Regions from separate parts of the Mus musculus genome. Here regions 1, 2, 3, 4, 6 and 7 are each linked to region 5. Evidence: chromatin contacts called from public HiChIP or PLAC-seq and promoter capture Hi-C data. All regions are on one chromosome and are shown on one strand. Each heading gives the region's core, a stretch centred on a gene start, on an enhancer-like site or on the middle of the called end of the contact. The rest is flanking DNA. Distances are from core to core; before and after follow the strand shown. Region 1 holds the start of Hoxb9 (homeobox B9). Region 2 holds the start of Ttll6 (tubulin tyrosine ligase-like family, member 6). Region 3 holds the start of Rpl23 (ribosomal protein L23). Region 4 holds the start of Mllt6 (myeloid/lymphoid or mixed-lineage leukemia; translocated to, 6). Region 5 holds the start of Sp2 (Sp2 transcription factor). Region 6 holds the start of Hoxb6 (homeobox B6). Region 7 holds the start of Ube2z (ubiquitin-conjugating enzyme E2Z).

Region 1 (3,501 bases), core at 245-2,744, 710 kb before region 5:
GGGTACTGGCTAAAAACATATTGACCCCCAAGTTAGAACGGTTCCACTTTTTCTAAAAGAAGGGGAGGCTAAGGAGGGAGTCATGGCCCCCGGAGCAGTCTGCCTAATAACGGTCCAGACTCAGAGAATAGCCAAGAAATCTGTCTTTAAACCTAACCCGAGGAAACCAAGCCTGTCTAGGGGCCCGGCCTCCCAGAGCACCACACCGGGGGAGGCGCCTGCACCCAGGCAGAAGCTGTAGAGGCAAGAGCTGGGAGAGCCGCCAGGAAACCAGCCCGTGGCCTCGGGGGAGTCCCTGCGCAGGGCCGCAGATTAGCTGCTAATAAAATGCACTATTTGTAATCTCCACGAGAGGATTGTAGGCGAGAAGGCGGCGGGTGGGGGAAACGGACTGATGCCGGGGACTCCTCTGTACTTGCTACCGTCCTATGTCAGTATTTGGACCTTTTCCAGAGCGGCAATTCCGGGTGAAAAGCGCTAGAGTGCTGAGAATTTAGCTGGCCTCTTTCCCTTTTTGGATGGAAAGGAAGGTAACCCGGTGTTCCTTACTGTGCCGTTTGGGGAGTCTTCTTCCCCTTCTCCTTTAATCATTTCCCACATTAGCCCTCTCATCTGGACATTTTTAAGGGTCTCAGAGATTCCTGGATGAAGGACAAGAAATGACCATGGACCCAGCCTTTCACAAAGGCCCAAGAAAAATTTTAAGGAGTTAAACAAGACTGGTTAGTCTCCCGAAACTCTAGTTCCAGGGCCTGGTGTGTCTCTTTGGCCTTAGGCAGGCTATAATTTCAAGACAGATAATGATTCTTTGGACACTAGTCCCCTTTCGCCTCTCTCAGCTGCTAAAGGATCAAGGGAAGAGCCTAGTCACGTAAATCTCCCCAAATTGTGCCCTGAACCCCCTCCAAAGAGGATAACTGTCCTATAAAAGCCCCAACTTCTTTCTCATCCTTTTACTTCATCTCCTGTGGGTCGCTGTACTGCTGTTGTTTAATAAACATCTCTGTCAAGGGGACAGAGGACAGGAAATGAGGGCCCGCGGGGTGGAGGTGGAGGTGTTGGGGGGGGGCGACAAGACTACCTCCTCTTTAATTACCCTGTCGGGCCTCTCCCGCAGCTCTGAGGCTGGGGCGCTCTCCCTCCCTGTATGCTGGTCCTCCCCCCCCCCCCAATCTGCCTGGGGAGAGGGCTCCTCAGCCTGCGTCCCTCCTGAGGCAGCCCGCTGCTTGCCTCCGCCTCTCCTCCGCCCCCATCGCCCCATGTTGAGAACCCCCCTTCCTGTAAAAGCGGGAGGGGCCCGGGCGGCCCGGCAGCTCAGGCTGAGGTTACGTGGCCGCCGGAGCCCTGACGTGATAGCACATTGCATCAGCATAAAACAATCCATCCTGGATATGGAATGCGGTGAGGACGGATGACAGCGCGAGCGCAGCCCCCTCGCCCGATTGATTTATGTCGGAGCTGACGCTTTATCAGGCAGTCCGCAAAACTTTGACCAATCATTTTGCAAGGAGCTCCGAGCCGGGCTGCTCCACTGTACTTTGTTGGCTGAGAAGTTGAGCAGGGGGTGGGGGTGGGAGGGTGGGGGTCTGGGGGGGGTCGCGTCCGAAAGCCCTCTGCACCGGGTCCGTGTGCCACCTTTTCCCTGCTTGGGCGCCGCGGCGCGAGCGCTTCCCTTCCCCCTGCGAGCGCGCGGATAATGTCTGAGAATGTCCATTTCTGGGACGCTTAGCAGCTATTATGTCGACTCGATCATAAGTCACGAGAGCGAGGACGCGCCTCCAGCCAAGTTTCCTTCGGGCCAGTACGCGAACCCGCGGCAGCCGGGCCACGCCGAGCACCTGGACTTCCCCTCGTGCAGCTTCCAGCCCAAAGCGCCGGTGTTCGGCGCCTCCTGGGCGCCGCTGAGCCCGCACGCCTCGGGGAGCCTGCCGTCTGTCTACCACCCCTACCTGCAGCCCCAGGGCGCGCCGGCGGCCGAAAGCAGGTACCTCCGCACCTGGCTAGAGCCGGCGCCGCGCGCCGAGGCCGCCCCGGGGCAGGGCCAGGCGGCCGTGAAGGCGGAGCCGCTGCTGGGCGCGCCGGGGGAGCTGCTCAAACAGGGCACGCCCGAGTACAGTTTGGAAACTTCGGCGGGCAGGGAGGCTGTCCTGTCTAATCAAAGAGCTGGCTACGGGGACAATAAAATTTGCGAAGGAAGCGAGGACAAAGAGAGGCCGGATCAAAGTAAGTTATAAAAAAAAAAAAAAGTGAGGAAATCCCCCCCAGGCTGCAGGCCAGGCCCGGGGGAGGGGAGGGGAGAGGCCATAAAGCGGACAATGTAAAGGGACAGAGCGCCTGGGGCCGCAGGGCTAGAGTGGGTGGAGGGAAGAGGAAGGAAGGGGCTGGCAAAGCAAAAAGCTGGGTGTCCAGGAGGGGGACACTGAGGCTACCCCCCACTCCTCCTTGTGGCGCAGGGACTGAGACTCAGGGACCAAGTCTCTCTAGTCCTTCATTCTTCCCCAGGCTCGGGCTGGAAAAAGGGAGAGGGACCTGCGATAGAACTGTAGGAGGCCGGGCCGATGGCCAGCGCGGCCCGGAGCCCGCGCGGGCACGGGGCCGAAGAGCACTCGGCAGAGCCGCCTGCGCCACGCGCAGACCGTCCCTGCCGGCCAAGGGGAAGGGGGAGGGGGCTCATTAGGATTTTATTTGCGATGCAACAGCTTGGCGGAGGATTGTTCCTAGCAGATCTCACGCAGTAGCCGCGTCGGGTCGGCAGCAGGCGCCGGGAGGGGCGGGGGAAGCCCAGGATGCGGTGACGGAGCCCCCTCCCCGGTGCGCCGGCCCCTCCCCGGGAGCCTTCCCTCCGGGGGTCCCCCGCCCTTCTAGGGCATCCTCGACAGGACGGCCGTTTCTCCTCCTGCGGTTGCACGCTGATCTCCGCGGGGCTTCCGATCACTTAGGCCGGGCAGTTCACCTCTCCGAGAGTCTAGGCATCACTTGCTAAAGACAGGGCCTCCCTCTAGAATGGAGGAGAAGACACCCAAAGGGACCCCGGGGGAGGGAGGGGGAGGACTGCGCAGGGGCGGAGAACTCTACCCTTGGTGGAGAGTTTCTTACCACCTCCCACTCCTAAAAGCACCCTTGCTAAAATAAAACCCCAAGTGGAAACTGCTGCTGGCTGAGAGTAGAGGAGGCTTACTTTTAGGGGTTTGTTTTTAAGGATGGGGAAGACAAACTGGTTTGGGGCTCGCTCTTGGTCCCAAACAATACGGGACAAACTGACAGGTCAACTCCTCACCTCTTCCTCCTCTGGGCAAATAGTTTGGTCCTTGCTCGCCCTATTGGATGCCCCACCAACAGAGAGGCCAATGGGTCCTCTGGGGGCATGCTTGCCCTCTGAAAAGCAAGGAGAGACACTATTCCCCTGTGACCCTTGTGGTCCCCTCATACCTCCAACTTGCCAGGCTGAGTTATTAAGGAGCTCATATCCCCAAAACAGCTCCTCCCAAAGCTCCAGAAAAC
Region 2 (3,753 bases), core at 99-2,598, 840 kb before region 5:
CACAGCCAAGGCAAAGATGCTTTGGTAGAGTAGGTGAGCCACAGGTGATGTCTGCCCTCCCAGCTTTAAGGCCTCCTTTATTTAACATGATTTCAGCAATAAACTGAAAGATAAAGATATTCATTTTTAAAAGCTTTGATCCAAAGGATGTGTATGAGCAGGGCAGGCAAGTAGATGGCAAAAGGCCTGTGGACACTAAAGGAGAGAGAGAGGCTGGCATGTGGGCACTAAAGGAGAGAGGCCTGTGGGCACTAAAGGAGAGAGAGGCTGGAGTGTGGGCATTAAAGGCGTGGAGGTTGGTGGGGAGGAGAAGGGAGGAGGTGGGAGCCTTGTGAAATGGGCCTTATGGCCATATGAGCCTTGGTGTGAGGGCTGTGATCTGAACGGGGCCAGGAAAATCTGGGTTAGGCAGAGGCAGAGGCAGAGGCTGAGGCAGAGGCAGAGGCAGAGGCAGAGGCAGAGGCAGAGGCAGAGAGGCAGAGGCAGATGGGGCAGAGGCAGAGGCAGAGAGGCAGAGAGGCAGAGGCAGAGGCAGAGGCAGAGGCAGAGAGGCAGAGGCAGAGAGGAAGAGGCAGAGGCAGAGAGGCAGAGGCAGAGGCAGAGACTGTACTCCTAAAGAACTGTGAAGGCAGAACGCTGTGTGTGTGTGTGTGTGTGTGTGTGTGTGTGTGTGTGTGGTGTGACAGAGAGAGAGAGAGAGAGAAAGAGAGAGAGAGAGAGAGAGAGAGAGAGAATGAGAGAGAGAGAGAGAGAGAGATCTCAGCAGTTAAGAGTACTAGTTTTCCAGAAGCTCTTAGTTCCATTCTCAGTATTGTTGGGAACGGACATCTGTTGATTCACAGCCGCCTGTGCATCTTATTCGTGCCTGCATCTTGCCTTGTGGGAAGTCGAATGCAGCACTGTAAGGGTTAACAGAACTCAGCCCACCTCCACTGCCCCCTCGGGACTCAGTCCCTCAGATAGAAAGGCTTGAAGCTGAGTTCTGAGGCTGTCTCCAGGCGCACTCTGACTTTAATAATAAGATTGTTTACCAGGTGGTACAGCGCATAGCAGCAGCTCGGCCTCTTTCAGAAAACCCCAGATGGCCAAAACCAAAGCTAGGGTTGGCTAGGTGAGTCCCCAAGGTCAGAGTCTTTGCCAAAGGTGGAACTAGCTCTCTCCCTGAGCGTGCACCAAGCGCGCATTTGGAGCGGGGAGCATTTTTTATAAACTACAACCAGTTGTTTGGGAACGGACATGAGCAAGGGAGGAGCGCCCCCTTCAGGTGGACCCACACAACTGCTGATCGCTCTGCCTTCTCTCCAGGGAGGACTGATGTTTCCCCAGAGCCTCCTCCAGGGCTAGGAAGATGCTACAGTGCCTGACTTCGGAAAGTGAGGAAGGGGCTGAAGAGAGGGAGGAGAGTTCCACAGAAGATCTGGAGGAGCTAAAAGAATTTGTCACCCTGGCTTTTGTGAGAGAGAACACACAAAAGAGGCTCCAGAACGCACAGCAGCATGGTAAGAAAAAGAGGAAGAAAAAAAGGTTAGTATTGAAAAACGAGGAGTTTCGGGGCGTGTGTGTGTGTGTGTGTGTGTGTGTGTGTGTGTGTGTGTGTGGTGTCGGTGTTGATAAGAGCAGGAAGGGCCCAAGGGAAGAAGGTCTTGGCTGATGAGAGGAAAAGGGGACACAGGGCTTGTCTCCTCTGGCTCACACCAATTTCAGTGTTCTGTTTTATGGCATCCCATAATAGTGTGCATAACCTCGAATCACACCTTGTACTTTTCCTTCTATTTGTGTTTGCAATGCCTTTTAAAGACTGGGTGGAGAGGGAGCTCCTTGCTGAAGGAGCAAGGAAAAAATTTCCCTTCCTAAGCGCAAGCTCCCGTGTGTCCTGGGAATTTCACATACTTGCAGTGTAACAGGACCACAGTGACTTGCCAGCCCCGGCGGCTGGCAGCTGCAGCTTGCGCATTCCGTTTCTGGGTTAATACTCTGCTTTGCCTTGTAAGAGAGTATTGTCTATCTTCTAAATGGCTTCCCTTAGTGGAAAGGGGGAGACAATATTTTAGTAAAAAATATGTGCCTTTTAAAATTTCTCAAACAAGCAAACAAACCCCAAAATAAATAAATAAAATAAAATTTCTGTCCCCAATGGGCTGATGGTGTAAAAGTACAGGGACCACTGGGAGTGTAGCCTAGTGTCTAGTGCCTCACTTTCAGGCAGGAGGCCCTGGGTTCAAGTCCCATCACTGACAAAATTAAAAAGGGGGTTGAGGCAATGGTGTTAACACAAAATCGCAAGCAAAGGCAATTGTAACACATGGAGTAACGGAACTGTGAGGTGCATGGCTTGGTGTGGCCACTGGGACACATGTGTCTGGCCCCAGCCCTGTGTTCTGGCCTGGGTATCTGTCTGTGTCTTGCTGTCTGCCCTTTTCTCTTTTCCAGATGATTGGTGATCAATCTATCTAACTGCCGGTATGACAGCGGTAAGTATCTCTGTTCAAGGGGTCTGTGATGGAGACTGAAGGGTGGGGAAGGGGCCAGTCCTGGGCATGCCCGAGGGTGATAAACAGGGTCTCAGAATGCTTGGAAGTCTCCTGAAAATCACAGGGGCATTGTGCACAGCCCATAGTCTTGCGTATTTACGTACATGTTTGTTGACAGGGCTTCACTGTGTAGCTCAGGCTAGCTCAAGACTCAACTATGTCAAATGCTGCCCACCCCCAGACCCCCACCTGCCTCTGTACTAGTTTATCTCACTGATTAAGCCTGGTTATGGTTAAGGATTAGTTTGCATCCAGGGTTTAATGTTTGGAGACAAGCTAGAGGACTCTTTCCTGGGAAAGGGAAGCCAGGGTGAGTCTAACACTCACCCCATGTAGCCTCAGATGTACCCTTCAATAACACTATTCCCCACACTCTTTGCTCCATCTACAAAGACATTCCAGTCCCAAGGAGCCAGCTCTCTAATTTCAATATGTGAGAAAGGGACCTCCCAGCACAGAGCTCTTTCCTGCTTCTGTCCCTTGCCAGACTTTTTTTTTTCTTCAACTCCTTCACAGTGCGCAGGGCCGCCCAGCAATATGGCCTTCGAGAGGCGGGTGACAATGATGACTGGACTCTCTATTGGACCGACTACTCAGTGTCACTGGAGCGAGTGATGGAAATGAAGAGCTACCAGGTACGTCCCTCCCTGGACCTGTGGCATCTGGCCAGTGGCAGCCCCGTTTGTCTCGCTGGCTCCCCTAGCCCTGCTTTGAATCTCAGCCGGAATCGCTTATGAATTCCGTCTCCCTTTGCAGAAAATCAATCATTTTCCTGGGATGAGTGAGATCTGCCGCAAGGACTTGCTGGCCCGGAATATGAGCCGCATGCTAAAGCTGTTTCCTAAGGATTTCCACTTCTTCCCCAGGACTTGGTGTCTTCCTGCCGAGTGAGTGACCACTACGCCCGCCCCTTTGCCAACTCCCATTGCTATTTTTTCCCTCTTGCCCTGATTTCTCAGCTGCCACAACCCCTTGGCATATGGCCCTCTGTATTTCCCCTTACTGTTCAGGAAGAAAAAAGGCTAAGGGTGTGTCCAAGGTTGAGAAAACACAGGCCCTACCTATAAAATGAGCTGTCAATTAGGTAGGGGCCGGGCGCCTTGGAGGTTGGACCCACAGTTAGGATGAAAGTTTGCTCTGCTCCCCGAAAGCTGCCGAGTTTGAACTTGTTCCAACCGCCTGCCTGTGTAGTTACTGAAATGCTCAGGAGAGAACAAGGTAG
Region 3 (3,577 bases), core at 43-2,542, 800 kb after region 5:
GTGGTGGCGCACGCCTTTAATCCCAGCACTTGGGAGGCAGAGGCAGGCGAGTTCGAGGCCAGCCTGGTCTACAAAGTGAGTTCCAGGACAGCCAGGGCTACACAGAAAAACACTGTCAAAAAAAAAACCAAACAAACAAACCAAAACAAGCAACCAAACAAAAAAACAAGCTCTCCTCCCCGCTCACCCTTTTTCCTTAGTTCTGGTTTGCCTTTCTTAACTGTGGCCATCACCATGTCCCCAACACCAGCAGCAGGAAGTCTGTTCAGCCGTCCCTTGATTCCCTTCACAGAGATGATATACAAGTTTTTAGCTCCTATAGGAAAAAAACAAACAAAAGTAAATTTTGTATGAGACCGGCAGAATTCACAATATAGAGTCAGCAAGGCTATACACCAAGTAACTCAGTCTCAGAAAAGCATGAACACAAACAAACCAAAACAAACCGTTTTCGTAAAACTCATCGGGCTTGTAAGTAATCTTTCAGAAGTGTCTTGTCACAACACCGATTGAAGTTAAACAACACAACACGTTGCCACTTCACCCAAAAGTGGTGTTTTTCACTCTGCCCCTTCTTGACGGCTCAGTGGGTCACTAGCAAAAGGCTCACTGAGTGCTTTTAAAAGGGGACGGTGGCAGGACGCGGCCGAAGGCCTCACCTGTGTTGTCTGCACAGTTGATCACAGCTCCGACCGGAAGACCCAGGGAAATCCGGAATTTCGCCCCGGAGGACCCACCGCGTCCTGCGGGGAGGGAAACAGACAGGACAAGGGTCCACATTCGGTCTCACAGTTCCCAACTATAACCCACCGCACACGCTTCGGCGAGGGCCGGCCGCTCCCCGGCTACCACGCACTTGTCACGGGACCCGGCCGTGCCCATTATTTGCATCCTCCTGCGGAAGAAGGAGACTGCGAGGCTCCAACCTCGTCTGCATTTGCGGGGACCGCAGATATCGCGCAGTCCCGTCGACCCCACGTTCTCCGTTCGGCCCCATGCTCCGCTCCTACACCAGCTCAACACCATTGGCATCGCCCTCTTTCAGGGCTCCCTCTAGGCCTCCGCGGTGCCCCCATCTTCTCTATCTCCGGCCCCGGGACTGTAAACTATCACCGCCGCCGGGGGCCGTCGCCAAGGGATGGGCGGGCCATCCCGCGCGGCAGATGCCAACGGATCCCCAAACTCAAAATTCCTCACCTCGCTTCGACATCTTGAACGCCCGGAAAGGGTCAGAAAGGAAGTTAGTACAGGGGACACTGGGATATGAACGGGAGGCCCCGCCCACTCAGCCACGTGACCGGACCTCGTCCAGCCCGCCTCCCTCCCCGGGTCGCAGCTAGATGACGTAAAAGGCCTGGGCCTCCGCGGGACCGTTCTGCGTGGGAAAGCTGCGCTTAAGATGTGTAGGGGCGAGTAATTTTGGGGCTACACCCAACGCCTCGGAAGTAATTGGCGATATGGACACATTGCCTTTTGGCTTTTTAAAATTTGCTTAACAGCTTCTTTTGAGCTCTGTGGCCAAGCCCCTCTCTGGATAACAGGGATTCGAAAATTATTGCTGCGGGTGTGGTGGTGCTCGCCAATAATCTCGGCATCGTGGGAGCTGAAGCAGGAGAATTGCGGCGATTTCAACATCACCTCAGCTACCCATGAGATCCTTCCTCAAAACAAATAAATACATGAGTAAAATAAATTCTTCTGTAAGGGTTCCTAAAGAACAGACACATGGGGCAAGAGCAAGTTCAGAATGGTTTCATTTGGCTGTGGAACAATTAAGTGGAGCGCTACAGATGAGTCTGTGTGTTTGGTACCATAACATTCTTTCGTCATGAGAGTTAACAATACTCTATTAGTGACATTCACACAGCCGCTCGGACTACAACTCAGTACCTTATTATTAATTATTCTTAGACTTAGCCCACAGCTAACCGTGACCGATTGATTGGCTTTGTTGCTTCTTAAAGATGTGCAAAATTTCGTAAAGCTTAAATATAGGATAGTTTATGCTTGCTTATAATCAAGATGGACAGGTTTTGTTTTGTTTTGTTTTGTTTTGTTTTGTTTTGTTTGGGGGGACAGGGTTTCTCTGTATAGCTCTGGCTGTCCTGGAACCCACTCTGTAGACCAGGCTGGCCTCAAACTCAGAAATCCGCCTGCCTGCCTCTGCCTCCCAAGTGCTGGGATTAAAGGCGTGCACCACCACGCCCGACTGGACATGTTTTAATTTATTAATATTAATTTCCCCTTTTACTACCTCAACCTCTCCCTATTTTCCTTACCTTCTGTTGAAACATTCATTCAAATGTGCGTTGAATACTTATATCAGGGCCAGATTCTGTCCAGATTACATGAGGGAATAAAATAGAGCATTATTCTTGCCTTTATGGGTTTTCCTCTGCCAGGGTAGAGGTTGGAGGCAGGTAATAGATACTAAATAATAGGAGTGGGCTGGAGAGATGGTTCAGCAGTTAAGAGCACTGACTGCTCTTCCAGAGGTCCTGAGTTCAATTCCCAGTGACCACATGGTGGCTCACAACCATTTGTAACGGGATCTGATACCCTCTTCTGGTCTGTCTGAAGACAGCTACAGTGTACTCATATAAATAATATAAATAAATCTTTAAAAAAAACCTAAATAATAGGAGTAATTGTGAGAGTTCCAGTATACAGTATATCGTTGTCAAACGGGAAGAAGTATTATGAAGAAAGGACAGTGAGGTATGGAGAGGTGAAGGGACAGGTTGCAATAGAAACATTAGTGCCTGATAGTTTGTCATCTCTCCTATTCAGATGCTATCCCAAGTTCAAGGCCACCCTGAACAATGTAGAGACCCTATCTGAAAATACCAAATACCAAATAGGAAAAATGGCTAGGGGGTGTCTCTCAGTACTGGAATACATGCCTAACATATGCAAGATTTGTTTGTTTGTTTGAGACAGGGTTTCTCTGTGTACCTGGGGCTATCCTAGAACTACCACTGAAGATCAGACTGGCCTCAAACTCAAACATTCACCTGCCTCAGTAAGACCCCCAAAGCTGGGCCTCTGCTCCTGGGATGAACTGGCCAGCACCCTAATGACTCGAGAGAAAACCGTACCTGATGCAAACTGCAAGAGGTTTTATTATCAGCTAGCTGAGGATGAAGTCCCTCTGCAGTGCAGGGCAGGGGAGTTCGACCCCGAGCTATAATGATAGGGGGCTGAGGAGTTGGGAGGAGCTGGGTGGAGTTCTTCTCTGCTGGGTGTCCTTGGTGAAATTTACAAGGCATAAGGAGTGGGGAGTGAGTTCTTTCTGAATTTTTATCTCCATGTCTTTGGCACAGGAAGCCAGACAAGTGCCTGGCTGGGTCTTTTACAATTATCGAATCTCTGGTTGTAAAGTATAGAAACAAAAAGGCTTTTTGCTGGCTATAAAGAACAAAGAGCTTCTTTCTGGCTGTATTTTTAGAGACCAGGGAAAACAAGCTTGGGGAACATCCAGGGCTTTACCTTCCAGGGAGAAAAGCTCTAAGTCGGAGTCTCACACCTCTGCCTCCCGAGTGCTGGGACTGAAGATGTGTGCTGCTGCAGCCACCAA
Region 4 (3,713 bases), core at 767-3,266, 690 kb after region 5:
AGTTAGTTAGGACAGACATTTCCACGGCTTTCTTGTAGTTTTACTCTTGGTGGTAAAAGTCATTCGTTAGAAACTCCCAAGTAAGGTTCCTCTTCTGAGTATTAACTTTTCGTATGAGCACACTTCACAGAATAAAAAATCGTCATAGCCGAGATCCCGGCCTTCGACCTGTCCTGATTCAGAAGTCGTAAAACAGACTACCGCAAGTTTACTTTTCTAGACACAGTGTCTTCGTTCCCTCAGCCTCCGTGATTCCCAGGGTCCAAACTGAGCAGATTTGAGGGCTCCAGCCCAGAACTCAGCTTCACAGACCTCCCCAAACTCCCGCCTCGCCAGGATTAAGGGAGTAAATCCCTGACGCCACAGACCAGGTCAAGGACAAGTTCTCCCCCTCCTTGCTTCCCCCCTCCTGGGCGGGGACTCATCTCCCCCCCCTTCCGGGATGAAAGGTACTAAAGAAACGCGGAGGCTCTGGCCCCTTGATGTTCCGGTTGAACAGGTGCTAGTGAAAAGGAGGCGGGCCCGGCGGAAGAGTCGGCCAGGGGGGCAGTGCGCCGAAGGGGGAGCGGCCCCCTCCACCCTCAATCCCCCAGCCCGCCATCTCCTCTCCGAGCCCTCTGCCCCTCCCCCCCAGGAAGCGTTCCCGGCCTAGAGGTCTTTGAAGTGTGGATGAAGCCCCCAGGGCTGCCTTCTCCCCTCTGCCACCCAACCTCCCGCTGAGGGGGTATTTGACCTTTGGTCCCTGTGGGGGCGCCGTCTTTCCCCTTGCAAAGAAAAAAGGGGAATCAGATCTCGTCTTTGGGCTTATACCAGTCTGGGGGAAGTCTTGGGTCGCTTTCCATCAAACCCTAGACCCAATTTCGGGGACTTTAATCCTTCGTGGTGCGTTTTTGTACGCTACTGTGATTCTATACCTGCCCAGAAGTCAAGGCGTGATTCTGTTGGCAAGCACTTCCGAGGCAGCTTTACTCACTTTAAAACGCAAGGCACGCCCTGAGGCTAGGGGTGGAGTTACGACTTAGAACAGAGATCTTGAATTAAGGTGGGGTACCTCATTGTACCCCTAAGGTGCCTAGAGACCTTGACATTGAAGACTTCAAAGGGAAGTTCCTGGAGGGCAGGAATACCTCTACTCTGGCGCGCAGCCGACTCTAGCATTCAACAAATTTTTGTGCGGGGCGTGGTGGTGCACGCCTTTACTCTAGCACTTTGGTGGCAGAGGCAGAATTGGGAGTTCAAGGTCATCCTTCACTAAGTGGTGAGTTCGAGGCTAACCGGAGCTACTGGTGATCCTGTCTCAAACTAACAAAAAAGATTTGTAAAGTAAGTAAAAGTTTACACGTGGCATTGTCTACCCTCCAGAGTGACCTCCAGGGACAGCACCCATGAGCTGCCATCCAGAGACACCATTCCCATTCCAAGAACAAGCACGGGTAAATGGTTTAACATCGCTCCAGTTCTTTTTAAGAGCCCTGGTTTTTTTCATCTTCCCTAGATTTCCCTAGGGTTGAAGAACACCCAGAGAAGGGGGATGGGAGACCGGAGACCCAAAGTGTGACACGGAGGGGAGGACTCGGGAACTACCCACCTAGAGTCATAAAGGGAAAAAGAAAAGACGGGGAAAGCTGCACTGAGCGCACGAGCGAAAAGCTCCCTACCAAGCCAGGCTTTGTTCCCTGAACCTAAGACTTTACCCGGCGGCGGGCGGGCCGGGAGCGAGCGAGCGAGCGGAGGCGCGCGGCCATGGCTGCCGCGGCCGGGCAGGGGGGCCGGGGGGGCGGCGCGTGAGCGGGCGGCGCGGGGCGGGCGGGCGCCCGCGATGTGCCACTCGGCGCCTCCCCCGCCGGGCCCTGCTTGCACCGCGGCCGGGCGGCTCTGGTAGCCGGCGAGCGGCGCGGAAGGGGAGCGCGGCGCGCGAGTCTCATTGTTGGGGGGGGGGGGCCCGTCGGGGCATGAGGGCGAGAGCACGGCGGGGGGGGCGGCCAGACAGAGCGAGCGAGGAGGAGGAGGAGGACGCCGAGGAGGAGGAAGGAGGAGGCAAAGAAAAGAAGCGGCGGCGGCGGCGGCGGAGGAGGGGGCGAGGAGGCGCGCGGCCCCCGCTCCCTCCCTCCCCCCCTGACCCCCGACCCCCGCCGGCCGGCCCCCAGCCCCAGCCCCGGAGGGAGCTCATGGGAGTATGAAGGAGATGGTAGGAGGCTGCTGCGTATGTTCGGACGAGAGGGGCTGGGCCGAAAACCCGCTGGTCTACTGCGATGGGCACGCGTGCAGCGTGGCCGTCCACCAAGGTAAGGGGAGGGGGGAGACGGCCGGCGGGGGGGGGGGAGCTGCGGGACCCCGGGGCGGCGCGCGCACGGGGTGCCCTCGGCCGCGCCCTCCGGAGCCCTCCTGGGGCGCCTGCCCCTCCCCCACCCACCTGAAGCGAAAGGCGGCGTGGGCTCCCCCCCATCCCCAGCCTGGTCCTCCAGGACCGGGTCAGGCATTGTTTTCTTGCCTATTGTTCAGTCCCGCGCCCCCCACCCCAAGTTGAAGGAGTTTTGGGGAGAGTCCAGGGCGCAAGGAGTGAACTCCCTGAGCCCCGCACCGCCGGTGTCAGGGCTGTCCCGGGAATGTTTACCTGCGAGGTAACCCCCCCTCCCGCCCGGTTTATTTTGGTTCCCGCTCCGGGAGGAAGAGGTCAAGGGGGGGTCATCCCCCTTCGCTTCCGGATACTGGGAGGAGCGGAATTGGGAAGGGAGGAGAAGGGTCCCACGGGAGAAGGGATCCTGAAACCCTCCGGGGAAGAGCTGAGGCTGGGAGAGCGGTTTTACAGGGGGCCGGAATGGAGGAGAGAGAGGTTTGGAGTTTCCCCCTGCCGCCGCACATGGTTCGGGAGTTAACTCCTTAAGGAATCTTGCCGAGGGCGCAGGCTGGCATCTCCGCCTGTCTGGCACAGGCAACCACCACCACCCCCCTTCCCAAGACAACCCTTAATGCTGTGGCTGCGGGCCTTTCCCGCCACTCTCCTCTGGGTACCTGCCCCGCACCTGCCCTCTGTTTTCACTTTTGACCTGTACGTGTGACAGAGGCAGAAGATGAGGTCCTTGAACCCCCGACTTCCTTGGCTTATCCCTTACTGGCCCTTTAAGAAGCACCCCCCCTCCCCTCATAACAACAAAACGTGTTACAATCATGACTATTTCTTGTTCTGGTGCCTAGGGGACTGGTCAGGGCAGAGGCGGCGGGGGGGGGGGGGGGGGAGGGGGAGGAATTCAGGTCCAGAAAAAAGGGAGAGGGGTGGGATGAGAATGGAGGATCTTTGGAAGTTTAAGGTCAAGGACTCTGTCAGACTTTTTGCCCCTGTTTGAAATGCTTGGTTGTGTGATTGAAGGCTGGCTCTATGCGGTTGGACATTTCTTGTAGTCCTGTTCCATTGAGTGATCCCGGGTCTGGGGAGCAGCCCCACCTACTGGGCTGGCTTTAGTAGGCTGGGTCTCTTCCCTGCCTGCCCCCAGTTACTCTGTGGGGGGGGGAACCATTGGCTGATGGCTTTGCTCAGTGAGTCTCCTTCCCCCACCCTTAGCTTGCTATGGCATCGTCCAGGTGCCAACAGGACCCTGGTTCTGCAGGAAATGTGAATCTCAGGAGCGTGCAGCCAGGGTGGTGAGTCCAGCCCCTCTCCCTTTCCTCTCCCCTACACCTGAGCATCTCCTGCAGGTTAATAGGGTACCCTGAGG
Region 5 (3,371 bases), core at 855-3,354:
TCTAAGTAGAGGTCATCTATGTAGTATCAGCAGGGATGTCAAACTCTTCCCCTCAGAGCAGCTGGGTGCCCAGGGGAAGATCCGGTTATGGACAAATCCTAGTTAGTTTTCTTTGGCAAAGAGCCTGTGTCTTTAGCAGCCTAGCTTGCGGAGCTCACAATGGTGTCAGAGCAGCTTATTTTTCCCAATGGCTGTTGATTTTACTCAAAGAGGCAAGTAGGAGGACTGGAACTAGACAGCTCATCCGTCACTTCAGCCAAAGATAACTCATGGTCACTGGTATTGATTGACGTCTGCCTGGTCACTAGAAACCAAGCAAATTGGTACACACCCATAACCTCGGCACTTGGGAGGCTGAGGCTGGAGCATAGAGATCTCAAGTTCAAGGCCTACACAGATCACAGGACAAACACACGCCAGCCAGGGCTTCACAGCAAGACCAGGCTCCAACACCCTACCACCTAAATAAGAAACCACTGCAACACTGACATAAGCCCTATTGGGAGGTTCTGAGATCCGCGCTGTTCATTGTCCTTAAGAATTTAAAAGAAAACAAGACACTGCAGTTATACTCATCGCTACAGACAATGGACTTCTTTGTGTCAATAATGGAAAATGCTACTGTGTGGTCTGGGCTCTTGTCATCCCCTGTGCCAGTTCACTGTGAGCTGGCTCACCCTAACCTTTCTAGCCCTCCAAGACAGCTCAGCCGTAGAGGTGCTTGTCCAACATTTGTGGATTCAACCTTCATCACCACAGGGGGGTGGGGGGGGGGTGTCTCAACTCAGGGTTTTGTCCTCTGTAATGCCAAGGGCCTTCTAGGGCACAGCATGGAACAGCTGTAGCCTGTTCCTGCCAGTACACACTGAAAAGTTAATCGCCTTTCTACAATGAAATCTGTATAAAGGGGACCCTTGGGCCAATTCCTGGCTCACAGACCACTGGCTATGGTCTGCCTCTCTCCTCGTTGACAGGCCTCTACAGGCCCAAACTTTTATTTTGATATGTAATAATCCTGTAACCTCCTAAAAATGGGGAAAGTTCAGGAGAAAAAACCAAACAGAGTCCCCCTGGATCATGTTAGTTATGAAACGATTAAACATGACAGGCTATTAGAATCAAAACCAAGGAATGTAGAGAGGACAGGTTTCTCAGTCGCCCAGCGCAAAAGACAGTTCCTTTTCTACTAAAACTAGAATAAGGCACTGGGAAAGAAACCTAAGAAGGAAGGGAAGATTCTGAGCACCCTTAAGCCAGCAACGCGGATGAAGAAAAGCATCTATTTTATTTCTTAGGTCATCTGTTACGAGCGATAGCGCCTACGCTTTTTTGGAATTCCAGTGCATTTTTGCCCAACCCCCCCACCCCCCGCAAGGGGCATCGGGCCATAGCCTGGGAGCTCTGTCCACAAGTTCTCCAAACTTCTAAAATTCCAAGAGCTTGCAGATACTAGCCGCAGGCTCAAGGATCCAGGTATAAACATTAAAAGTCGGTTTTTCGTTCAGCAGTCATCTGCCTAGGGCGTTCCCTCCAATCCTGCCACCCTCTGGGACTGCGGTGGCCCGGCCAGCAGGCTGCAGTTCAGACCAGCAGGGCCCATCTGACTGGCACCACCTGGGTCCCAAGCCTGGGCTGCCCACAGGACGAGCCCGAGGGGGCGTCGGCCGCCTGCGTGGAGCAAACTCGGGCGCAGGCTGAAGGCCCGGCGCGACCCAAGCTGAGGGGGCGAAGGGGGTTATCAGGCTCGCCCTGCTGCCCCCGCCGCCTGCCAGCCCCGGAAGCGCCGCCCTCCCGCCCGGGGCTCCGAGGGGCGGGGAGTCTAACGCCCCCTTCCGGGTGCCTCCGCCCGGCCGGCCAGCCGCGCTCCTCCTCCGGGCGGGAATCCTTCCTCCCCCGCCCCTCCCGTAGCCGGGCCCCGGCGCCAGTCCCAGTCCCAGGGGGGCACCCCCGGTTCCGGCCTCCCCTCCCCGAGGCCTCTGTCCGTCTTCCCGACCCTTGAGGGCCGGGAAGACGCCGCCGGCAGACGCCAGGACCCACCGCTCATTACGACATCTTCCTCCCTGGCCTCCGCCGCCTCCGCCGCCACCGAGAGCCTGACACCGCCCGCCTAGCACCCGCCAATCCCGGAGCCCGCCACCGCCCGAGCGACGGCAGCTTTTACCAATGAACGCTTGGTACATTGGGGACCGACAGCATTTTCAACCAATCATTGGGAAGCATCTAGAGTGACGTTGGTCTGGCCAATAGAACTGTGAAGTGTCATTGATAGACGGTAGGAGTCGCCAACCGGAAATCAACGGGGGAATGAACGACGTATCCTTTAGCCAACTGGCGGGAGGCAAAGTCCCGCCTGCTAGGAGGTTGATGGACAGCAACAGGAAGCTGGGTGAGGAGGGGCTTAGCCGAGAAGTGTTTTTGTATTGGTCGTAATTGACCTTCCACCCACCTCTAACCCAGCAGATAAGTGATAGATCTGCCCTAAAGCCAATCAGAAGTGCTACTGTGAAATGCCCCGTAAAGAGCTTATACATCTCTCAATACAGTCTGGCATGGTGAGTCTCAAGTGTAGCTGTCGGATACGCGGTGCCCGGCCCCCAGTGAGCGCATCGCCTTCACCTCAGGCCCTCGCCCGCCATCCATCGCCTCTCGAGAGTCGACGACCTGGCAGGAGTTGGGTTACCTGGCACTTCCTAGAGGGAATTGTCATTATGTCATCTCAAGCCCCTGTTAATCTTCACCAATGTTTCGCAGAGCTTCCCTGATCCTCTCAGCTTCAGACAGGCGTGTTTGAGCCTTTATCAAAAGCAGATCCCTAGGGTCGTCCCTAGTTACATTTGCTATTTCCCGGGGGGCGGGGTGTGTGTGCCTAGAATCTGCATTTTAGCCTGCGCCTCAGGTGGGCAGAATTGCACGCTGGCATCCTAGCGACCCTGCTTGGTCTCTGCTTCATCTCCTCCTGTATGAGGGGCCGTGCTTGACAGGCACCACAGGTAGGTTTAGCTTTCTCTTCCAGGCCCTCTGCGAACGACTAACTTAGGCAAGCTGTACGTAGCACTCAGAGGGAATTCACGCTGGCTTGAGACCTGCGTGGGTAGGAAACCCCACACCCCATCTGCAGTGGACCCTTAGACTCTTGTTGAAGCCAGAGCACTCACACATCCACCTCATAGTACCACCCTTCCTGGTTGGTTTTGTTTTGTTGTTTTAACCCACAGTGAGAAAAAAATGTTTTACATCCAGTAAATTAACTTATAAGAACATGTAACAAAGCTTCCCAAATCAACATTTGAGAGACATTGATCGCAGGTAGATGAGACACATACATCCCTGCTGGGGTCTTATTTGCTGAGGATCAAGTCCCCAACACTAAG
Region 6 (3,778 bases), core at 773-3,272, 680 kb before region 5:
AGTATTTCCTATGATGAGGACATTGTGACCAGGGAGAAAGGCTGAGGCCCAAGGCCCAGCCTCAGTGGCAAGAAAGGGGGAGGGTCCTCCCGTGCCTTGTTGCCTTGATGAAATAGCTCCTATTCCTCTCTCAGCATGGGCCCAGCATTTCTAGACTGGAGAGCAATGCTTTCTTCACCACTAGGAGGTTTGAGCTTCTTTTTATGCCCCACCACCTCCACCACTGGATTGAGGCTAAGAGAGATACCCGGGAATGGTCATTTTGCCACAAAGGGACAGCCTAGCAGTTGCTATGAGTTCAAAGAACTTCAGAGGCCACATTGCAGCCAAATAAATCCTCCCTCTTGATCAGCCATCCTCAGCCCTTTCCTATTAACCGTGGGCAGAGCTGGCTCACAAAAAGGAACCCAAAGAACAAGGCAGAGGTGGGTCAGCCTGGCCTGACCCCAGGCACCGTCTTACAACCAATCCTCCCTGTCTTCAGGTTGGATACACTGTTTGTCTTGGGTGTGCATTTTAGAATGTCAGAAATACCTTGTGTCCCCCAGGTTGGGATCTGTCCTTATTTTCTTTGGATGAGAGAGGAAGAGAGCATAGCTATTTTCTTCCACTCCCAAGTCCTTACAGCAGCTAAGAAGGTGATATAAACATGAGACGTGGGAGGTGGTCTGTAGAGTGGCTGAGAGACAGGAGTGTTGTGAGTGTCTAGAACTAGAGCAAGCATGCCAGTTTGATGGTTGGAAGGTGGTTACTAAGTCCCTAGGAGGACCTAGCAGCCTTCTCTCCTTATAAAATCAAATCCAAACCAAGTCTTGGGATGCGAATTTCAAAGGGAACCACCAGTTTATAAAGAGAGTAGGAAAAAGAGGAGACTCTCGGTCTCCAATACTGAAGACTCAACATTTCTAAGACAATTCCCCCCAGTATCTAGATTTACAGGGAACATCTTTGGTTCTAAAAATCTGTAGCCAGGGATTCTTGCTACATCATTTGGCCTGAGAGATAAGGATAGATGAGGAGAGACCAAGCAAGGGTTGCAGGAAGAATAGAGATGAAAACAAGTAAAGTTACCTAGGCTGGGGTTTCCCCTTCATCACCAAGTTTAAGGACTACTAGTTTCTTTCTCCAGGGCCCAGTCTCAGTCAAGACTGCAGCCAGGACGGCTGAGCTGTGCTGGGCATACGGATGGTCGGCTTGCCAAATAGCAATAGCAAATAGCTTCGGGGAGCAGCCAGAGGGAGAAACTGGGCTCACACACCCCTGACATTTCCTTCTTTTGGGTCTTCTAGGCAGAAGGAACTGGCTTGCCCTCCTCTAAGCTGGGGAATTGGGTTGAAGTCGGGATACAATAAAACCTAAACTTAAAAGGGGGAAACAGGCCTGATAAACAATAAACGATTTTCCAAACCTTCAAAGGAGGGTGTTTCTTCTTTTCTTGTTTCTAAAATGAAGCAAATAAGCGGACAAGTCCGTTCTCGTTCCACCCCCCACCACCACCACACCAGTACAAAACCCTAGAAACAGACCTTCCCCCTTTATTCTCTCTCAACGAGATTCGAGGATATTTACCCAGCCCTCCCTTGAGGGAACGGGCCCATGCAACGCAGGGGTTAACTTTTCTGAAAACACAATTAACTTTTCCCTATTCCTGCGTGGGGTGGGGTGGGGGGGGAGGTTGTATTTATTTCATCACTGGGGAATGGGATGATCTTCATCTAACTGCTTCCTCCTCCCTCAAAAGCACAGACGTCTCTTTCGCAGATCATACGTAGGTGGATCAGGGCGCGTTGTGGAGAGAGAGAGAGAGAGAGAGAGAGAGAGAGAGAGAGAGAGAGAGAGAGAGAGAGAGAGGAAGGAGGGGGAAAAGGTTGATAGGTTTGTGCGCGGGTCCCTCGTGCAGGCTGCGCTCCTCCTGGGTGCTATTTGACAATTCCTGCCTCTGCCATTGGTCAGTGTTGGATCAGATGGTTGTATTTCCTTCTGGCCCTCACTGGCACCTCGCCATCCCCCCTCAGCTAAAACCCAATCTCGGCTATACTACTAATAGGCGCGGCGCTCGGACTATAAAACACAACAAATCATAAACCCGGCGGAGCAGCAGCGGCCTCGCGCGCCTCCCCTCCCGATGAGTTCCTATTTCGTGAACTCCACCTTCCCCGTCACTCTGGCCAGCGGGCAGGAGTCCTTCCTGGGCCAGCTGCCGCTCTACTCGTCTGGCTATGCGGACCCGCTGCGGCACTACCCCGCGCCTTATGGGCCGGGACCCGGCCAGGACAAGGGCTTTGCGGCGTCCTCCTATTACCCACCAGCCGGCGGCGGCTACGGCCGGGCGGCGCCCTGTGATTATGGGCCGGCGCCTGCCTTCTACCGGGAGAAGGACGCGGCCTGCGCTCTCTCCGGCGCCGACGAGCCGCCCCCGTTCCACCCCGAGCCGCGCAAGTCCGACTGCGCACAGGACAAGAGCGTGTTCGGAGAGACCGAGGAGCAGAAGTGCTCCACGCCCGTCTACCCGTGGATGCAGCGCATGAATTCGTGCAACAGTGAGTGAGACTTCCCGCTGTCCCGTGTCTGTGTGTGTGTGTGTGTGGGGGGGGGTCGGCAAGCAGAAAGACTGAAAGTGTCAGCATCCCCCAACCCCAATTCTCCCATTGGGAACTAGGTGGGCATCTCAGCAGATAGAGCAAGATTGCCCCCCCCCCCGACCTCCAGATCAGTCCTCTTGCCCGCAGAAGTTGCAAAGTTTGCAAAGTCCCAGCTGCACAGTAAGGCAGGGGGAATAAGTGGGCTCTCCCTACTTAAGTCAGGCTAGGATTGTTGATCCGGAAGAGGTTAGGGGACTCAGTCTCTGGTCCTGTATTCCTTTATGTTCTCCCTAGCTCTTGTCCGGATCTGAGGGGTGGGGGGTGCCCCGCACCCAAAGACCACTCCATTAAAAACAAGAGTGCGTCATGAAAGGGGAGGGGTGGCATGACGCCGGCAAGGGCGAGTTTACTTGGGTCCTGGATTGTGTTTCCCTGGGGCTGGGGGAGGAGAACTGGGGAAGGGGGACCAGGGAGCTGTGAGACACTACCATAGGGTCGTATAGTCTGAGGAAGGAAGAAGAGAGGACAGGCGGAGGGAGTGAGAAGAACAAACTGGCTCCTGGGTCTCAGGTTGGATTATTTGTGGGCTTCAAGTCCCAATTGATGTCCATTAGCAGGACACGAAAGTGAGGGGCTGTTAATGCGGACTATGAATCGATCCACGTCATTAGGGATTAAGGGCCAGAATCTATCATCGAGTAGGGTAGGGAGGGCTGGATGGATGGAAAGGAAGGGAAAGAAAAGATACAGCTCGTAGGAGGCACACCTGGCCAGCCCCTCCCCCAAGCTCAGGTGAGAGTCCAAGTGCCCCTCCTCTCCCCCCACTGAAAGTCTAGGCAGAAAGAAAGCACAGGCCTCGGAGTCCAGGAGGGAATCTGGAGGGGGCGCTGGAGGAGTAGGAAACGGGGACCAGGGAATGGGAGGGGGAAAGACTACTCCCGACAGGCTAGCTTTACGTTTGAGGGCCGAGTGGGGGAGGGGCTATGGGCTTGGTGTGATGACCCCAGGCCTCAGTTTCTCCTCTCTGCGTAACAGGTTCCTCTTTTGGGCCCAGCGGTCGGCGAGGCCGCCAGACCTACACACGCTACCAGACCCTGGAGCTGGAGAAGGAATTTCACTATAATCGCTACCTGACCCGCCGGCGGCGCATAGAGATCGCGCACGCCCTGTGCCTGACCGAGCGGCAGATCAAGATT
Region 7 (3,477 bases), core at 593-3,092, 910 kb before region 5:
AGGAGACAGCATGAAGCCAGCGGGAGCAAGTCTACCATGACCTGTGTGTCCAGGAAACTAATAGGATAGTTGTTTTGAGGAAAAGGGAATCCTCTGAAATAACCAGAATCTCATCTCTGAAAGATGACATTTAGTAACTAGGATGAATGAAACTTCTGGGTCAGTAATCAACTAGAATGGATCAGTTGAGAACTGGCTCAGAAGAAGTCAATTATGAGGAAGTCTGGGGACACAGAAGGGTAGCCGAACAAAGAAGTTCGTCCAGGCCAAACTCAAAGCTGTATCCAGACTAAGAGAATCAAACAGCTAAGGAGTTAAGTTAGGGGTGGCAATAACTGTGAAGTTGTTCTACGTCCGGCACTGTGCCAGGTACTTTACGTGCATGGTGTAGTTTTTTTTTATTAAAAACTTGGAAAATATGTAGCCGGGCAGACACCTGAGGGGACTTGGAATGTTTGGGATAATAGCCAGATAAGAGGCTAAGATGAAAAGACTAAGTCTGGTCACCAGGAAACAAGTTTCAAAATTAATAGCTCAACAGTCTTATCTTTTGCCATGCAATTGGTACCATACTAAGTGAGCACTTTTGCAAAACATATTTATCTATGAAGTGATACGATCTAAGATCGGTCACCCAAGACACAAGCACAGACAGGCCCTAGGCCTTTTGTTCCTGTATTTGAAGGGAGTACATCTGCTTTACAAAAGTAAACCAGACAACCTTGGGGGTAAATAATAGGAAAAAAGTTCTTGACTAAGATGTTACAATCCAGAGTGATAGTGAGAGATGGTAGGAACGCAGAGTTTCAGGGACAGGTGTGAGGGACAGTTTTGGGGTGATTGGAAAGGGGGTTCAAGAAATGATCTGGAAAGTCAGGGAGGCTCTCTAGACCCGTGGAAAGGGCCATATGGTGGGGAAACGAGGTAAGGAAAGGTAAAAAGGAAGACTGACTCGAGTCTGCAACTGGGCAATGCAGGTAGAGGATGTTCCAAGCGGGGACTCCAGAAGAGATGGAGAACTGATGGGTGGGGCCTGAGGGCAGCCTTTAGGTAAGCTGGTGGGGTAGGTTAGAGGGGAAGTGCGAAGGGCGGGACCGAGCGTTACAGAAGAGCAAAAGGGTCAGGTTTCGGGTGAACGGGAGGGGGTAGGGATAAGGCATCCGGAACGGAGCTGCAGGGCTCACCGGAGGTCGCTAAGGGGCGGGGTAGGCCCGAGGGCAATCGCGGATCTGTTTGGGCTGTAGGGCCGGGCGCTGAGAGGGCGGGAGGGAGGGAAAGGGCGACACTTAAGGCCCCCGTCAGTAGAGAGGCCCGCAGGGTTTGGGCCTGGAAGACGTGAGGCGGGAGAGAGCCCCGATGGGGAAAGGTGGGGGGCGGGGAAGGTCGAGCCCTGGAGCTCCGGGGTGAGGGAGGAAAAACCCCCGGCTCACCGCTTAATCCGAAGTAGACACTGTGGCGCGGTTCGCTCGCCGTCCCAGTCCGAGCTGAGCGTGGGGTCCCAATGGCTAAGCAGCGCGGCCCCGTGGGCAGCGGCCGAGGGCGGGAGTCCTGGCAGCGGAGCCAGGCCGCTCCCCGGTCCCCCGGCCCCGCCCGCCGCCGCCGCCGCCGCCCACACATCCGGCAGAAAAGGCGGCCCGAACCCGCCGCCGCTCCCGCTAACGCCGACCACACCGGCAACACCACTCGACCCTGGGCCCGCCGCCCCGGCGCCAGCCGTCGCCGTCGCCGCCTCCTCAGTCGGACTCTCCGCCATCGCTGCTTCGCTTCCGGGACTGCTCAGCAGCACGTCCGCCGACCAGAGCGGCCGCTGCTCCCGCACCACCGAGAGCCGGGCCAGAGTGTCCCCACCCTCGGCTTCCCCAGCCCGGGTGGCGCTGGCTCCGCCCACCTCCGCCCGGACCAGCGAGAGGCGTGCTGCCAGAGCGTCCACCCACGGTCCTCCAGAGCGGGGGGCGGGGGCTAGCGGACTAGCTGGCGCTCCAGGCCAGCGCAGATTCTGCGCCCCGCTGGAGATGCTGGTAGCCTTCCATGGTTAAAGGTTTTATGTTGGGAGAGTTGATGTCGGAGAAGACAGTTCAAAGAAGATGGAGAGACCCACAGCTTCTCTTTTAAAGGGAGGGACCATCGATGTTCAATCCTAGGGTAGGACTAAGGTCCACCTTCCCTGTAGGGCAATCGAAAGAAGAGCTTGAGTAGTTTAGGGCCCTTCACATCCCTACGGCTCTGTGCTGTATCATGTCTGGTCTTCTCCCCCATCGACTACTATTGTCGCCTGACTGCGGATGGACTAAGAGGAAGAACGGAATCAGAACGTGCGAATAAAAGACCACCTCATTTGAGTTTATTCGATATTTATTTATGAAGGGCATACTAAAGGCCAGGAGCTGTTGCTAGGCATTGCCCTGGAGATAATGACACAGAAGTTGACAGCTTGGTAGAAGTCAAGCATCAGGCTTGATTCCAAGCTCAGTACCTTTTCTACCCGCTAATCCTGGAGTTACGGGTTTGAAATTCTCAATTTCTTAGAACTATATTGAGATTTGTAATACGAAAATTAACTCTGACTAAGGGGAAAAGACCTTAACCTTGTTCTACTGACAGGAATATGAGTCTGTGTGTGTGTTTGCTAACTGTAGGAAAACCAGAGGTACCGCATGACTGAGAATTTACACAACCCTTTCAGCTGGTCTGAGACAACATCCGAAACAAACACATTGATACTCTATAGCAAAGTGTATGAATAGTTTTTGAGACAAGGTTTCCAATATGTAGCTGCTTACCTCAGCCTTCTTAGTGCTGAGATGACCGGCATAAGCCACCACACCCAATGAAATATTCATATTAACTTTAGTACATTTATGAAGATTCATTCTAGAACAAACAGCCAGAGCCTCACTTTGGATCTTGTTTTTTTTTTTTTTTCTTCTTCTTTTCCTCCCGAAGAAGCCTGGCTCCTGTGGTGGCACAGCTCGTAAGCTAAGCACTAGAGAGGTTGAGGAATGATGAGGGAACTATCGTACATAAATAGTTGAGGCCACAAATTGAGTTCAAGGCAATCTGGGCAACAAAGGGACACCCTGTCTCAAAACACAAAAACCAACAAGTGAAGAGCCTGCGTTCTGGACATTTGTGCGTTTTCTCAAATGGTCTGGGGGCGGGGGTCTGGGAATAGTGAATACATTATGTTTTGAAGCTGCCATTAATTGAGTGCTTAAGGCTACACATTGTTTATCTGCTTTATTTTACTTGTTCCTCTCACCAGCTCTGTGATAGAAGGACTGTTATTAGCCTTTTGTGACAGAATGACAACAGACAGACAGAAGGTCAGTCACACACATAGGATCACACTGAGAGCAGGGGGCAAAGCTGCATCTGGTTCCAGATGTTGTCCTTTTTGCTACACACACACATGCATGTACCTAGGGCTCTAGCTTGTGTATTATTTGTGAATTCAGCTTAGTAGAGTTCATCTTAGGA

What was found. Promoter capture Hi-C pulls out the DNA fragments that hold promoters and counts their contacts. HiChIP or PLAC-seq counts read pairs in DNA pulled down with a chosen protein or histone mark.
Region 1: an H3K27ac HiChIP or PLAC-seq map of bone marrow-derived dendritic cells shows a contact between it and region 5, with 8 times the contacts expected there. The contact joins the promoter of Hoxb9 here to the promoter of Sp2 in region 5. A contact is called at or near these places in 11 of 39 promoter capture datasets (the 3T3-L1 cell line, 3T3-L1-derived adipocytes, cranial neural crest and 7 more), 2 of 484 Hi-C or Micro-C datasets (nephron progenitors and palatal mesenchyme) and 10 of 115 datasets of contacts at active chromatin or transcription factors (bone marrow-derived dendritic cells, cardiomyocytes, embryonic forebrain and 7 more).
Region 2: a contact with region 5 is called in a promoter capture Hi-C map of embryonic stem cells, with 3 times the contacts expected there. The contact joins the promoter of Ttll6 here to the promoter of Sp2 in region 5. A contact is called at or near these places in 1 of 39 promoter capture datasets (embryonic stem cells) and 2 of 115 datasets of contacts at active chromatin or transcription factors (embryonic stem cells and pancreatic cancer cells).
Region 3: a promoter capture Hi-C map of liver shows a contact between it and region 5, with 5 times the contacts expected there. The contact joins the promoter of Rpl23 here to the promoter of Sp2 in region 5. A contact is called at or near these places in 5 of 39 promoter capture datasets (the 3T3-L1 cell line, liver, neutrophils and 1 more) and 1 of 115 datasets of contacts at active chromatin or transcription factors (pancreatic cancer cells).
Region 4: a promoter capture Hi-C map of liver shows a contact between it and region 5, with 4 times the contacts expected there. The contact joins the promoter of Mllt6 here to the promoter of Sp2 in region 5. A contact is called at or near these places in 2 of 39 promoter capture datasets (liver and pre-B cells) and 2 of 115 datasets of contacts at active chromatin or transcription factors (memory CD8 T cells and pancreatic cancer cells).
Region 6: a contact with region 5 is called in a promoter capture Hi-C map of embryonic stem cells, with 3 times the contacts expected there. The contact joins the promoter of Hoxb6 here to the promoter of Sp2 in region 5. A contact is called at or near these places in 12 of 39 promoter capture datasets (the 3T3-L1 cell line, the C10 cell line, cranial neural crest and 5 more), 15 of 115 datasets of contacts at active chromatin or transcription factors (bone marrow-derived dendritic cells, bone marrow-derived macrophages, cardiomyocytes and 10 more) and 2 of 9 other capture datasets (adipose tissue and embryonic stem cells).
Region 7: a promoter capture Hi-C map of liver shows a contact between it and region 5, with 6 times the contacts expected there. The contact joins the promoter of Ube2z here to the promoter of Sp2 in region 5. A contact is called at or near these places in 5 of 39 promoter capture datasets (the 3T3-L1 cell line, the C10 cell line, hippocampal neurons and 2 more), 2 of 484 Hi-C or Micro-C datasets (cerebral cortex and regulatory T cells), 3 of 115 datasets of contacts at active chromatin or transcription factors (bone marrow-derived macrophages, extraembryonic endoderm stem cells and pancreatic cancer cells) and 1 of 9 other capture datasets (macrophages).

What each region holds. Positions count from the first base shown.
Region 1 is chr11:96,269,836-96,273,336 of GRCm38.p6, forward strand. It overlaps Hoxb9 (homeobox B9), which reads left to right and starts at 1,495. Exons shown (of 2, transcript NM_008270.2): 1 at 1,495-2,223. The coding sequence starts at 1,707.
Region 2 is chr11:96,132,438-96,136,190 of GRCm38.p6, forward strand. It overlaps Ttll6 (tubulin tyrosine ligase-like family, member 6), which reads left to right and starts at 1,349. Exons shown (of 15, transcript NM_172799.4): 1 at 1,349-1,524; 2 at 2,434-2,471; 3 at 3,048-3,166; 4 at 3,288-3,418. The coding sequence starts at 1,349.
Region 3 is chr11:97,781,147-97,784,723 of GRCm38.p6, forward strand. It overlaps Rpl23 (ribosomal protein L23), which reads right to left and starts at 1,293. Exons shown (of 5, transcript NM_022891.3): 1 at 1,198-1,293; 2 at 660-743; 3 at 188-316. The coding sequence starts at 1,210. Snora21 (small nucleolar RNA, H/ACA box 21) reads right to left here and starts at 620; the gene lies at 493-620.
Region 4 is chr11:97,661,396-97,665,108 of GRCm38.p6, forward strand. Mllt6 (myeloid/lymphoid or mixed-lineage leukemia; translocated to, 6) reads left to right here and starts at 2,017. Exons shown (of 20, transcript NM_139311.2): 1 at 2,017-2,285; 2 at 3,560-3,639. The coding sequence starts at 2,177.
Region 5 is chr11:96,975,584-96,978,954 of GRCm38.p6, forward strand. It overlaps Sp2 (Sp2 transcription factor), which reads right to left and starts at 2,105. Exons shown (of 7, transcript NM_001080964.2): 1 at 2,038-2,105. The coding sequence starts at 2,044.
Region 6 is chr11:96,297,052-96,300,829 of GRCm38.p6, forward strand. It overlaps Hoxb6 (homeobox B6), which reads left to right and starts at 2,023. Exons shown (of 2, transcript NM_008269.2): 1 at 2,023-2,540; 2 at 3,618-3,778. The coding sequence starts at 2,126. All of the region lies in intron 1 of Hoxb5os (homeobox B5 and homeobox B6, opposite strand), which reads right to left.
Region 7 is chr11:96,063,522-96,066,998 of GRCm38.p6, forward strand. It overlaps Ube2z (ubiquitin-conjugating enzyme E2Z), which reads right to left and starts at 1,843. Exons shown (of 7, transcript NM_172300.3): 1 at 1,431-1,843. The coding sequence starts at 1,753.